Linked DNA regions of Mus musculus: region 1 is linked to region 2. Evidence: chromatin contacts called from public ChIA-PET data. All regions are on one chromosome and are shown on one strand. The core of a region is the stretch at or near the end of the contact, and the rest is flanking DNA. Distances in the headings are between cores, read along the strand shown.

Region 1 (4,269 bases), core at 1,423-3,922, 290 kb after region 2:
ATAATAATCCCAGCTCTAAATCAACTAACCCTTTCCCTTTCTTAGGGTGAGGATGCTAACCCATGTCTGATCCTCCCCATTCTAGCATATTACCATCCTTGGCCTAGGAGCCCACCAAAGGACATATGTGGACCAGCATTTGCTTTCAGACTTGCTCCTGCTGGCCTCCTGCCACTGCCTGATGTCAGCGCTGCAATGCTCTGTCAATAGGGCAAGCCATGGCAGGGCAAGTCCCCTTCAGAAGGAGGCTAGAGAAGCAGAGTGGTCAGACGTCTGAGAAGAGCCGGTGTCGTGAACCTTTTCTGCCCTGCCTTCTAGGAATCCTAGCCACCTTCTGGTGCAGCTTGCCCCAGACATCCAGACATGGAGAGCCTTTGGTCTGAACCGCTCTCCACCTCAGACAACAGGCCTTCTGGGCAACACAAGGCGCTCTGTATAGCCCCATTGGGAAGTCAGTGGCTTTTGCACCTTTGTGAGTTGAATCCTGCCTGGGAAGACAAGAACACAGACTGAGCAACCCCAACCTGGATATCTGACATTGGAAACGCTGCAATCTCTAAAGTCAGCTCAACCAGTCTGGTTTACCTATGCAAGCATTTCAAAGATGATAGACTCCAAAATGTGAAAAATTCCTGGTTCCAAGCATTCCAGGAATGGTTGGCCATACACAGGCTGATGAGAGAGGCAGAAATATCTTCCAGAATATCTCTGAGAGCAGAGAAAGCAAGTGACAGCGAGAGAGAGAAGGGAGGGGGCTGAGGGGCTCAGCAGTTTTGAGAGTGTAGCACTCCTCCTCGAGGACCCCACCTATGGATCTCAGCACTCATGCAGAGTGACTCACACTGCCCAGGACTCCAGCTCCAGGCCCTCTTCTGGCCTCTCTGGGTACTGCATGCATGCACATACACACACACACACACACACACACACACACACACCTTTTAAAAGAGAAAGGAGGGTGAAGAGCAGATGCATGGCAGCCTGCACAGGGAATATTTTTCCATGAGAGAACCCCAGAGCCCTTACAGAACTTCGCAAGCTATCACTGGGACACACATAACTCATATGTTGTGTTTTATGAATGTTCACAATGCTCACGCATTCACCTGATTTAGGATTGACTTTCCAGGAAAGAATCTTAGGCAGTTGATGTCATTATGACAGTCCATGAAGACACCCAGGAGGGAGGCGAGGAAAGTTAGTCAGCAGCCTTCTTGTTGGGAGGAATCAGGACTGAGAAGCACCCAGCAAGCAGCTCATTCCCTATTGCGTGAAGTTCAAGTTCCCCACTGAAGGCCTGGGTTTCAGAACTCTCACACAGTCCTGCTTCTGTTCGGCCTTCTCTTCTCATCTGGAAGCCCTGCCCTTTATTTTAGTAATCATCAAAGAGGAGAACCTAGAAGTGACAATAACTTTTTCAATATGAGCAATATTTATGAACACCTTGGGCTTAGGTGGTTGGTAGCACATCTCTGTACCGCATCTCAGGGCTTGGACAGAGTGTCCTTACTGGATTTCTATCGTTTGGCAGCAGATCATTGGAAGAAGGATGCTATCACAACTGACCCCTGGATTGACCAGTCAAAGGAAGAAGGCTTTTGTTATTTTTGTGTGCATAGATGTGCTGCCAGCATGTACGTATATCTGTGTGCTGCTTGCATGCCTCCTGCCCAGAGGTTAGAAGAGGATCCCCCAGGATTAGAGTTACAAATGGTTGTGAGCTGCCATGTGAGTGCTAGGAACCAAATCTGGGTCCTCTAGAAGAGCAGCCAGTGCTCTTAACTGCTGAGCCATCTCTCCAGCCTCAACATGAAGCATAAAAAGCATAATATTTACAAATATGAAACCATGAGAGTCAATAAAGTAAAGGATTCTACAACTGGGTTCTGACCACCAGAAACTAGTCAGCATTCCTAAGTGAGAGTCGGTCGGTCCCAAGCGTGAGAGGTGCATTAGACACAGCTAACCCAACACTCGGAGCTTTTTGGAGAACAAGCCCAGCCCACAAGGCTGAGCAAGGGCAATAGAGAAGGTTTTTTTGTTTTGTTTTGTTTTTTTTATCATAGCTACCCCAGTTCATCACTCAACATCTGGAAAATAAGATCACACCTTAGTTAAAGAAAGTGCTTTGGCTGGGCAGTGGTGGTGCACGCCTTTAATCCCAGCACTTGGAAGGCAGAGGCAGGTGGATTTCTGAGTTCGAGGCCAGCCTGGTCTACAAAAGTAAGCTCCAAGACAGTCAGGGCTATACAGAGAAACCCTGTCTCCAAAAAAAAAAAAAAAAAAAAAAAGTCAGTGCTTTAACACATAACCTACATAGCTAAGATTAGTGAGCACAAAGATAAAGCACCCACAGTTTTCACAGGAATTCAAGGTTGTAACACTCACGATGCAACCAGGCTGCATGATCACCTTATTCAAAGATTTTTAACCTATAACATTCTCTACGCTGGGGTAGTATTTCTTTAGCAGCCACAGGCAGGGAAAGCAGCAGAGGTCTGTGTGACAGAATGGCCTCCACACACTTACACTCCAACCATTCACGGGGGATGTGGGGGGCGGGGGGAGGGCTGACAATGCATGATAGGTTTGATGAGTGTTCTGTAAGAGGCCATCACAGTGAGAAAGAAGCCACAGAGCAGAAGACTGGGGCCACTGTGGGACAGTAGCGATGCAGCAGCAGCAGGCCACTTGCCTAGCATGTGACACCTTGGGTTCACACCTCGGTATCAATTCTATGTATGTGTGAAATGAAAACCAGTGAATTCACAGCAACTTGACAGGGAAGAAGAAAGGTCCTACAGATGCTCTTGTCAACTGTTTGCCTTGGGTGCCATCTTCAAAGAGTACTGAACTTGCAGCCCACCTGTGTGGCCCAGGCACTACTCTGGGTCACAGCTCCCTTGTGAAGGTGTGATGCCCAGCAGGTGGCTTTCCACACAGCACCTTGGTCAGCATGCAAGCATGGACTGCTGGCCATTTCCTTTCTGGACCTGTAAAGGTCCAAGGGGTAATGTGGTCCCCACCCACATGCTTGTCCTTCTCTAGCCAGAGCAGCAGAAGTAGAAATTGTCTGGTAAATGTAAATGAGCTAAATACCTAATAAAAAATGGAAAAAAAAAAAAAAAAAAGAAACAACCCCAGACCAATCTCATGGAAAAAAAAAAAAAAAAAGAAAAAGAAATTGTCTGGTGTGGTGGATTGAATAGGAATGACCCCCATAGACTCATATGTTTGAATGCTTGGCCCTAGGGATCGGCATTAGGAGGTGTGGCTTTGTTGAAGGAGGTGTGGCTTTGTTGGAGGAGGTGTCTCACTACAGGATAGGCTTGAGGTCTCAGAAGCTCAAGCCACACAGCACGGCATTCTCTTCCTGTAGCCTGCTGATCCAGATGTAGAACTCAGCTACCTCTCCAGCACTATGTCACAAAGTCTGCCTGCTGCCATGCTTCCCATCATGATGATAATAGCCTGAACCTCTGAAACTGTAAGCCAGCCCCAAATAAATGTTTTCCTTTGTAAGAGTTGCCGTGGTCATGGTGTCTTCACAGTAACAGAAACCCTAAGACAGCTGGAAATCAGACACAAACATACAAGGACAGCAGCCACCCACCAGGCAAACTGATTGAAGCTTTACTGTTCTGGAGACCCAGTGGACTGGACATGGGCTGTGCCTGGCAGAAGCTACTGCCAGGAAAGAAGAATCAAAGGAGAGAAAAGAGCTAGCTGGCCACTTCAGCTACATTATTCTTTATGCACAGGGTGCCTACCAATGCCTGGGACTATGACAGGGTAGAGACCCAAAGGAGAGCAAAACTCAGGCCTGCCTAAAGTGTCTAGCATGGAATGCAGAGCCATGTTAGTAAAACTCTACATCAGGAAACAAGCCCAATCTAAGTACTACTGTCTTCAGAGGCCTGGAAGGAAGCAGGTTAGGGACGGAGAATTTCTGGGAGACACAGCAGTCTTGAGCATTCCCAGGTGGTAAGATGTGGACCCATCAAGAGAAAGTGTCTAAGAAGTCCACTCCATTTCCAATCAGTGGGGCCCTTACCATCCAGTCACAGTGCTTGTAACCAGCAGCTTTCCTGACTCTACCTCATGCAGAGGAGGAGACAGGAGAGGTGGGCTCTTCCCAGACCTAGAATGAGGACTGCCTGCTCCAAGGAGCTTCCAGGCTCAGCCCTGAGAAAAACCTGGCCTCCTGATGACAACTCAAATATGTGGCTGTGCTTCAGCTTCCCTGGAAGAGGCAGGTATTGGTTTAAC
Region 2 (4,402 bases), core at 328-2,827:
TCCTGGCACAGCCTAGTGCAGTTGCAGGGTTCACCCACTCCCAGGGTCAGCATGTGAACGTAGGTACATGGGCATACATCAGTGCAGTTGGAAACATTGCCACTTGAGCAGTCCCCAGAGCCCCACCCTCCCCTGGGGGTCCCTTCTTGCCAAACCACCTTAGAGGCAGTCTCATATAACTTTTCTGCTCGTTTGAATGTTTTTAACTCTACGTGTACAAGTGTTTGTGCACCGTGTGTCTACCTACCGATGCCAAAGAAGGCAGCGTGACCCGAGGAACCAGAGTTACAGATGGTTGTGAGCCACATGTGGATGCTGGGACTCAACCTCAGGTGCTCAGGCAGAGCAGCCGGCACTCCTCCCTGGGCCCCCCAGCCCTCCTCCCTGGGCCCCCCAGCCCTCCTCCCTGGGCCCCCCAGCCCTCTTTATGCTCATTTTAAAAATGTATCTTTTGGCTCAGATGAAATTATCCAAGTGCAGGTTATAAAGAATTTACCAGAACTATGTCTTGTGCCTTTGGGCTAAGAGGTGACAGAGTGCTCAGTACCCAGCACTGAGCTTTGAGGAGGTGAGAGAGGCTGGCCTGGCCTTCAACAAGCTACTTCTCTGCTCTGATTTCAAACTGGAATGGCAAGTTCCTCGGGTTGTGAATTTAATCTTATCAGAACTGTTCGAGGAATATGTTGTTAGCCAAGAAAATAAAGTTCAAACCCTGAGAAAATGTTCCGTCTGTTTCGAAGAGAGTAGCTGCCTCTGGGATAGGGATGGGAGTGAGGGTGAGACACAGGAAGAGTTCTGCGGGAGCTCCTGGTCACTAAGTGAAGAAATGGCAGGAGAGGGCAAAGAGGGCCCTTTAAAAGAATGTAGAGCAGGAGAAGAAAAACAGCCGGTGTTAACCATGCAGGCCCCAACTTCCTGTGTCAGGTGAAGACAGATGGTTGTAGAAATGGCATCACGTCCCACAAAGGGAATGTTTTTAGCGCGTCAAGTAAATCCGGAGTGGGGGCGGGTGGCTGGTCCCAAATGTAGACTCTTATCAAAGGCATCCTATCTGTGCATACATTCCAGCTCCTCCCAGAGAGAAGGCCCTGGTAGAAATTAGCTCCAAAGTGCACAGGTTGGGGTGGCAGCTGCATCTTGTGGTTTTGGCGGCTCAGACCAGAGGAGGTAATCTATTTGAGACATCTATAGAAGAAAAAAAAAAATGAAGTTTGCTGAAGAGAGGCTTTGGCTCAGGGGGGAATGGGAAGTGGGGGTCTCTCTGAGACTCTACTCCTCAATCCTACCACTCCTCAGCCCCCTGAACCAAGCAAAGCAATATAACACACCTTGTATGGGAGAGAAGCTGTGGGTGGGACTGAAGGGGAGAGTGGGACTATCTGCCTAACATTGCTCCTTCTTGGCCTTTATCACAGAAAAGGGTCAGCCTCCTGCGGCTACAGGTCCTGGGGCTGATGGGCAACCCACCCCACCCTGGATCACCATGGCCCGGCAGAAGAGAAGAGGAGCCCCAGACCTGCCCGTCAACCAGGAAGAGAAACCTGGGTCGAGGATCCTAAAGACAGAAACTGGGAAGCAAGCCAAGGTGGCCGAGAGAGCCCAGGTTACCACTCTTTTTCTGTGGCGTTCGGGGTGGGGGTGGGGTGAGGAGGGCAGCGATCTTGTGAGGGTGTGGTGGGAGCAGGTACCGCTGTGCTCACAGAGGTCCTGCATGAACATCACAGAGATGCCGTGCCTACCGTGATGGCTGACATGCGCAAAGGCAGTACGTCAGCTTGTGGACCCCGTGATGGAGCTAGCTGCCTCTTTGCCTGTGTGGGCTGGTAGAAATGCAGTGGCGCCCGAGGCTGCTCTGGCCTCCTAGGCAACGCAGCTCAGCCTCTGGAAAAAAATTGAAGACAGTTAAAACAACGGCTCCCTTCAGACACACGCTAATATGGTCACCAGCTCCACCTCAGCCCCTTGTGTGATGATAAATGAAGCCTGCTCTGGCTGCTGCCTGCTGGCTTCCCTTTTCCCTCACCTGGGGCTGCACAGCCAAAACCTGGAGTTGCATGTTGTATTCAACTGAAAACAGCTCTCACCAACCCCAACAACTGTGCTGATGCACCCTCTGCTAACCAGTACAATAAATGGGGTTCTGCTGTCTAGGAAAGGGAGCCTGCGCTGCAATAGGACCTGCTTCCCTTCCTGCTAATGCAATCCTCAGTTGTGTCTACACAGCTGAAGACCTGTATGTAGCATTGAGGAGGGGAAATTACAGTGCGAAATGTTAGCCCATTTCAGCTGCTGCCATATAGTGTGTATCATAAAACCATTCCCTACGGCTTTCACATAGAGTCCTCGCTCTATACCATCTGGGGCTGAGACTGGGCTGTCCAGGCAAGCAAGGAGCCACCATGCACACGTGGGCTGCAGGAGGCTGGCACAAGTCAGCTCTGGCATTTTGGTGGGTGATGCCGGTGCACAGAGCCCCTTTCCAGAAAGTGCCAGCAGCAGGGTGCATCTTGGAAGAGACATTTTGTAGCTAAGACACTTGGAGTATTTACCCACTCTGAGTCTGTTATCCTTGGGCAGCACCTGTCATTTTGTGTCTCCGTAGGAGTCTGTGAAGCAGGGTGACTTCGTCCGGAGCAAATCTTTCCTGATGACCCCTGCAAAGCCTGCTGTGACCCAGAGGCAGGGGTCAAAACTGAACCTCAAGGAAGGGCTACAGAGAGGAATCTCACTGTCCCATCAGAACTTGGGTATGAGACTGGCTTTTATTTCCAAATACTTTGGCACACACTCATGCACGCGCACACAGATATATATATTTACACATACACACACACATATATATATTTCTTCCTATGATTGGAGTTTGTGTTATTGAATCATTTTGCCATGTTGAGCAGTGTTTTTTTAATGTAGTCCCCCCCCCCTTTTTTTGAGAAGGAATTTACATGAGATAACGGTCACCCATATCCAGTGTGCATTTCAGTGGATGTATTTAACGGTGAGATTATGTGTATTTGCGGAGTCCCACCACCCTGGTAGCAATCTAAGAATAGAACATCCCCCTCACACTGGAAGGAAACCTACTTGTCACATTCCCTACCCTGGGGGTAGGTAAGCACTAACCTACTTTGTGTCTCTGTGAGATATCCCTTTTTGGGAATGTGAAATCATAAAACACAGGTCCCTGTCTCTGCTGGTTTTGAATGCAATTCTGAGCTCCGGGAGGTGGTATTTGTCACCTCAAATGGTGGATGAGCCCGGAGTCTCCTGCACACTAATCACATACTCTCCCGTCGAGTGACATCCCGAACCTAATATTTTTTAATTTTTTATTTACTTTGTATTGTGGTCAAACGACACGAGACTTGTACTTTACTAGCCATCTTAATTGGGTGGTTGTGAAGGTGGTATGCTCGGTCCCTCGTGCAGCCTACCTCTGGTGTTCTGCAGTTAGACCCTGAACCTTTCTAGACTCACTTTGCCTCCGGAACCACCTAAGCCTGCTCTGAAACTCTTCCAATCGTATGTGCTCCACACTCGATGCTTCAGTCTTCACTCCTTTATGCACTGAGGGATTGTGTGTCCTGGAGCACAGTGGAGACTGGAACGTATATTTAAAGCTATAGGAGAGGCTTAGCGAAAACCCACACTGGGTCTCTTGCTTTTGTCTGTTTTGTCTCCCAGCAGCTCAGGCTGCAGCGACCACAGAGAAGGAACTTCATCAGCTGAAGAGGGCCAGTTACGCCAGTACAGATCAGCCATCCTGGATGGAACTCGCCAGAAAGAAATCTCAAGCCTGGAGCGACATGCCCCAAATCATAAAATAGATTGGCAGGCTGCTGGGGAAGGAGGTCCACTGGACCGACGAGCCACTTAGTTTTAAACTGCCAATAAATCTTGGCAAGCAGACTGTGAAACTTACGATTGATTTTTGTCAACGGCTTCTGATGTGCTCCGAGAAGAGAGAGGAACCAGGGGGAACGGAGAAGACCAGCAGACAGCCTCAGTGCCGGGCCAGAGGGGCTGTGGCAAGAATGTTGCGAAGTTTAGGGGCGCCATTCCTGTGCTGAGATGTCAGCGTGAGCCTACGAGTCCCAGGTCTGCGCTGCCTCTTGCCATCAGCCAGTGCCTCTGGCCACCGTCTTGCCGTGGGCCATCGTGGTCTTTCTTGTTTACTAATAGGCATGATTGTTTGTGGTAAAGCAGGGATTCCCTTTACAAGAGCAGCTACCCACTTAACAATCCAGTTTCCTGAAGAAACCCACCCACCCCGAGAAGGAGAGGAAGGGACGTGGCAGGGTTTGTCAATTCATAGACTGTTTCCAAAAAGAATTTTTAAACTTTTCCACTAGGCATCTGTGTCCTGTGCAAAATGCATTGCCTGTTTAATAAAAAGTTTCAA

Evidence for each region. ChIA-PET counts read pairs in DNA pulled down with a chosen protein or histone mark.
Region 1: an RNA polymerase II ChIA-PET map of effector CD8 T cells shows a contact between it and region 2, with 18 read pairs. The contact joins the enhancer-like site here to the promoter of 4930556I23Rik in region 2. A contact is called at or near these places in 5 of 39 promoter capture datasets (the HPC-7 cell line, embryonic stem cells, neutrophils and 1 more) and 4 of 115 datasets of contacts at active chromatin or transcription factors (acute myeloid leukemia, effector CD8 T cells, microglia and 1 more).

The regions. Positions count from the first base shown.
Region 1 is chr1:37,325,939-37,330,207 of GRCm38.p6, reverse strand. The region is part of intron 1 of Inpp4a (inositol polyphosphate-4-phosphatase, type I); the gene reads right to left. The region is part of intron 2 of 4930439A04Rik (a long non-coding RNA gene); the gene reads left to right. Among named protein-coding and RNA genes, the nearest start is that of 4930439A04Rik, 6.2 kb to the left of the region's middle. Within about 2 kb of position 2,672, at least 9 of the 459 cell types and tissues checked have an H3K27ac peak or open chromatin away from gene starts, as enhancers often do. A contact at or near this core is called in effector CD8 T cells, where this site is marked.
Region 2 is chr1:37,611,682-37,616,083 of GRCm38.p6, reverse strand. 4930556I23Rik (a long non-coding RNA gene) reads right to left here and starts at 1,577. Exons shown (of 2, transcript XR_373329.1): 1 at 1,517-1,577; 2 at 711-1,185. It overlaps Cracdl (capping protein inhibiting regulator of actin like), which reads left to right. Exons shown (of 10, transcript NM_028096.1): 8 at 1,416-1,603; 9 at 2,603-2,747; 10 at 3,688-4,402. The coding sequence ends at 3,827.